Regions from separate parts of the Drosophila melanogaster genome. Here region 2 is linked to region 1. A link is a contact called in public Hi-C data. All regions are on one chromosome and are shown on one strand. Each heading gives the region's core, a stretch centred on a gene start, on an enhancer-like site or on the middle of the called end of the contact. The rest is flanking DNA. Distances are from core to core; before and after follow the strand shown.

Region 1 (2,818 bases), core at 290-2,789:
AGGAGAAGGAGGAATGCGATTAACCAAAGCCGGGATAACGATAACGATCACTCGGCGATCGCAGGCGTAACCCACATCCTTACACCTTAAATTAGGTCAGCCAGTCTAAATGTGTTTTTACCGGAGGAGCCGTAATTGTCTTGAATTCGAGTGCAAAACATTCAATTTCTATTTGAATAAGAGCGCAAACACATACGCACACTCGCGCACATGGACATGCACACACACATTCGCACACACGCGGCTCGGTGTAGTTGCCAGATACCCCCACTTCGGACAGGTATAACGTTGAGCGGAAATTAAAATATATCTATTAAGTTTCACAAATTTTGTCTTAAGTAAAAACAACACAAAATTCGTATTAAACGAGCGGTGTGTGATTTATCGTTGATCTGGCAACCCTGCTCCGACGTGTTGGAATGGTACGGGTGGCTGCGGGGGACGAGTCGGCCTATTGTGTTTGATGGCAATCCACAAAGCTCACACACACGTTTAAACCAAAACGATATAGGGCCGAGCACTTCAAGTAATCGAGTTTTTTCCGTCTAATTAATCTCGGCGCAGCGATGTTTTGGCCAACAAAATGACACGGCTCTTTGTCGGAATTCACTTATGCAGCAGCGGCAGGGTTGTCAGAGCTCGAAAAACGGTGAAGAAATAAACACACTTTTTCTAGTTGTTTCGCATAAATGGGGGGCGGCAAAGGGGTGCAGGGCCTTTGATTGGTGGTCATTTTTCATTTGGATGACCTTAATTTGCATGTGATAATGCTGATTAGTGCAGCCGCGTTATCGGCACGGTAATCGTTATCGCCAGAGTTGCAAGCGCCCGCCCATCGACAGCCCGCCAAAGCTTTCGAATTTGAAAATGTGTGGACATATTTTAAAAGTGCGATTCTAAGGATCGCATGGTTAATATTTTAGATCTAAATTTTCTATCTCAAAAAAAAAAAAAATGGTACAACATTCATACACAACTACACCGGCAGCATCTTCGAGTGAGAGTTTCCGGCCAAAAAAAAAAAAAAAAAGAATAACTAAAACAAAAACGCACTCACAAGAAGAGGAATGTTTCTCCTCCACCCAATACTCGCAATAATTTTCGATTAGCTTCTATATGCCGCGCCACGATTTTTTATTCTGTTATATTTTTACTTTGTGCCAACAGAAATTTATCACCACCGCGCGAGAGAGCGAGAACACACACGCACACACACAGCCAGAGTGCGCTCTCTTTCGCTCTGCCGCCGAGGTGCATAGGCGAGAACGACCGACAGACGCGACTAGCGGTCGGACCGACCGACCGAACGACCGTCGCTATCGCCGTCCCCCTCTCGCTCGTAGGTTTGTATCGGGGAGTTGTTGCTTACACGCACTCGCACACATACTTTTGCACACTGGCGCCTCGTCACTGTTGTTGCATTGCTGTCGTCCACTCCTGCGCTTCTTCTTCTCTTGTTCGACTCGCTTCTCTTCGGATTTTACTTTGCTGCCGAGCAATAACAACACAACACTACCGTTCTCAAAGTTCGAATGATTTGATGCCGTTCTGTGTTTTTTTGGTGTGGCCGAGAAGCGCCAAATCAGTGGGGCCGTATCGCGGCGATTCGGAAAAGCCGAGCGAAGGGGTCACGATAAATGGATTTGTGGTTGAATTAACTGAGTTTGTAATAATTGATGTCAAATATTTACTTACCTTGTTAGGGGATTTATATGTATGCTGCACATTTAATCTTGAATGCCATTAGTTCATTAGTTTGGTATAATCCATAACATTCACTTAAAATGTTATATCGTTAATCTTTGATCCAAATAAACAGAATCACAACTACAGTATTCCCTCCAATGCTAATAAGTTTATAAGTTTCAGTTACTATTATCCATAAGGTACCATAAACACGATTGCAGCACTTTGGGTGGTGATTAGTACTACTATTACGTTTAAAATAAACTACGCAGGGTTTGACATGCAAGTTGTAAACATTTGACTCGGAGTTCAAGATAACGCTATAAAATTACTTAATCAGGGTCCACTGTACTCTATCGATAGCGATAACTGACCACCTACACAGACATTTATTGTTATCGACCAACGAACACATGTTCACTCCGATTTGGCGCGTAAACAAGTAAATAAATAGTATTATTAAGAATAATGCCGGAGAGCCTGATCGCCGGCATTCCGGTGCACTTTCCGTTCGAGCCGTACCCGGTTCAACGGGCGTACATGGAGAAGGTGATCCATTGTCTCCGCGATGGCACGAATGGAGTCCTGGAATCGCCAACCGGCACGGGCAAGACCCTAAGCTTGCTGTGCTCATCCTTGGCCTGGATCCGCACCAGGCAATCGGAGCACCAAAAGCAGATGGTTAAGATGGAGAAGGCAGATTTTTCGGGTCTTGGAGGCGGAGCACCTGGGGGAGACCTGTCCGAGCTGGCCAAGACCATGGGTCGTGCGAATAACTGGGGCGTGCCCAAGGTCATCTACGCCTCGCGCACCCACTCCCAATTGACGCAGGCGATGCGGGAACTCAAGAGGACAGCGTACGCTAACATGAGATCCGTGGTTCTGGGCTCCCGCGATCAGCTATGCATTCATCCGGAGGTCATGCGGGAGCAGGGCAACTCCAACAAGACCAACATGTGCAAGCTACGGGTGCACTCCAAGACCTGTTCATTTCAAATGCGCGTTGAGTCGCGAAAGGATCATCCCGATTTGCGCGGACCCACCATCATGGACATTGAGGACCTGGTCAAGGTGGGCCAGCGACTCAAGATCTGTCCCTACTTCGCGTCTCGGGAGTTGGTTCCCCAGGCGG
Region 2 (2,700 bases), core at 93-2,592, 850 kb after region 1:
GCTGCCACGCAACTTGCTCATCGATGTTTACGAAATGGTAAGTGCCAGCCACCGTTTTTTCCCCTCCAAGAATCCGAGCAATGCCATTATCTCAGGGTAAATACTTGGGGTTAACTAGGTTCTGAATATTAATAGTGCTCTCCTATATTTCCAAACTTTACATGTTATAAGTTATTATCGCAAAATGGTACAAAATGGTAATGGTACTTTCCTATGATCTTATTATTGTAATATCTTTTTATTTTGCGGAATTCTTTATGAACATTTTATAATTTTTGAGCTGCTCAAAACACACACACACATTAGATTCCCGAAATTATGCGCATGCAAAAATGTACATAGATTCTTGAAATCAAGCAAGAATGAGGATCCCTAAACTTCGATGCCCAGTTAGTTCTTATCTGAACTCTCCATACTATACACATATGTATTTCGCCACTGGCAATTACCATTCTCTCATACCCATTATCAGTGAGTATGAGTGAATGGGTGGCGGGGGCGGGGGGGTATGGGCACTTGTCTGTTTGTATTTGCTTTTCCGCTTAAATTGTTTACACCCCAACCAACCACCAGTTCGCCCATTAACCCATGGCAAAAAAAAAAAAGACCTTCGCTAAGACGGAGACTGCGAATATTGTATATGTTATATATAGATTAACACTCAACTCCCACCCAAATGCATTTAGATTTCGTTGACACATTATGATTGGCACCGATTTAATTGTAGATTTTACTATAACCGATCGTTAAGCGTTATCTGTACGAGTATGTAAATAATAGAGCAACCTAAAGGGTAGACTGCTGATAAAGTTCATCATCAATTGAATATGCATTGTTTATTTTCACTGATCAAGAGACTGATCGAATATCGTATATGACAACCTTCAATTATCGGAATTTATTTTATTATATTGCGATTACATAGTAATCCAGGAATAAACTCCATCATCGTCGCTGTGCCTAGCGATCCATATGTGTACCTCCGGATGGATTCCATTCGGACGAAGGCCATCCAAGTGGACAGGCCGGCCAGACCAGACCCACAGGTGGTTGCGAATGCACATTGCTGGGCAGTGCCAGCGTGCTGTGGTTTCGATTCCATACATGGATTGTCATAATATGTGGCAATTACTGTGTAAATTATAAACAGAAGCGACATTGATGGGCGGGGGGGACGGCGCTCTATAAATAAACCAACCAGTCGGATGGGTCCAGCGCCCTTTGATTGTCCTGTTTGCAAATGGTGGGCCTCGCTCGGGGATCGGGATTGGAAATGGGAATGGGAATGGGATTGGGATTGGGACTGAGACTGGAATGGGGGCTGCAGTGATGCAGTGATGCATGGACCTTGCTTAAATGGCGCAGCTGCTGGCTGAAGAGCCATTGAACTTGCTGATAATGGCTAAGCAAATTCCATTGTCCGCTGATTGGATGTAACATTTCTTTTCTTCACTTGGTTTACTTCTTATGTAGTGAAAACGCAAGTTGAACTAAAATTATCGATTATGAATTGATGGAAAAAAAAATACTCCCTTACTAAAGTGTTTTGTAGTTGGTGACCTATTTTGGTTTAACGGCTCAATGGTGCTTTCACTCAAATACCTAATTACCAATCTTTGTTTGAACATCCACAGATGTCACAGCAGGAGTCCTTGAAGGACACGCTGCTGGAGGAGCTGGCCCAGCTTGAGGTATTCGCTCGACTCGTTCGCTATCCATTTGCTCGCAGTCAATTGCTGCGCATAATGGCCTCACTAATGGCCAGCCAAAAGATGCTGGCCAAAAGACTCAGCGAGAACTATGTGTCGCGCTATGAGGTGGTGGCCGGTCACGAAGAAGAGGAACTGGAGTCGAGTATGGATACAGTTGAGGATCGCTCAACGGAGTTCAGTTCACTGTATACCTACGATTCCGAATCTACAAATGCAGACAGCATCAGTGATTTTAATGACGAATTCAGTGCTGATATCGGAAGCATAGTAGGTCTCCCACACCGGAGAGCAACACAGGAGGAACTCGATGCGATCAATGATTCTGGCCTCGAGGAGCTGTCCGCCGTTGAGCTGCAGGTCATAGATCTGGGCCTGCGCCTCGGATCGTTCCTCTCGGAGGCTGGATGGATGCAGGAGAGCATTACCGTGCTGGCATGCCTTAATGTAAGACTGAAGGATCTGCCGACCCACAAACACTGGTTGCAGTTTCGACTCGACTGCCTGCAGCGGTAATTTATATATTTCTTAAGTCAAATTATCAAATCAATCAAACAATTTGTAATTAAATTTAAGAACTACTATTTATGATTAGTATTTATTATGCATTCATCGATAAGAACTAATCAAACAAACATATATCCTTCGTATAGCCTTTTGTATGCCGAATCGGCCCATTGCAACTTCAAGGAGGCAGAGAAAACCTACGCGGAATTGATGGGTCTGAACAAATGGCTCAATAAGAGCGTGCCAAACCAGCTGGTGGCCATAACCTACAGTCAGATTTCGGCCATGTACTTTGCCCGCAATGAGTACAAGAACAGTCATTTGTGGAGCGGTCTCGCCATGCGATTTTTAAAAGGATATGCGAATCCACGGTGAGTTGTGTTCCCTGCCTTAAGTTTAGCCTGGTTATGCGTGGCTTATTTCAAACTTAATCCCCGACAGCACCATCATCGATGTTCTGCGCCAGGCGGCGAAGGCCTGTGTC

What was found. Hi-C and Micro-C count contacts between places; a contact is called where the count stands out from the background.
Region 2: a contact with region 1 is called in a Hi-C map of the Kc167 cell line, with 2.6 times the contacts expected there. The contact joins the promoter of lncRNA:CR43832 here to the promoter of IntS6 in region 1. A contact is called at or near these places in 5 of 107 Hi-C or Micro-C datasets (the Kc167 cell line, the S2 cell line and embryo) and 1 of 6 datasets of contacts at active chromatin or transcription factors (the Kc167 cell line).

What each region holds. Positions count from the first base shown.
Region 1 is chrX:5,745,715-5,748,532 of dm6, forward strand. IntS6 (Integrator 6) reads right to left here and starts at 1,540. Exons shown (of 2, transcript NM_132025.3): 1 at 1,058-1,540. It overlaps Rtel1 (Regulator of telomere elongation helicase 1), which reads left to right and starts at 2,033. Exons shown (of 7, transcript NM_001272333.1): 1 at 2,033-2,818. The coding sequence starts at 2,155.
Region 2 is chrX:6,591,727-6,594,426 of dm6, forward strand. lncRNA:CR43832 (long non-coding RNA:CR43832) reads right to left here and starts at 1,343. Exons shown (of 2, transcript NR_073634.1): 1 at 1,199-1,343; 2 at 807-1,131. Pat1 (Protein interacting with APP tail-1) reads left to right here. Exons shown (of 8, transcript NM_132100.5): 2 at 1-37; 3 at 1,635-2,221; 4 at 2,363-2,587; 5 at 2,658-2,700.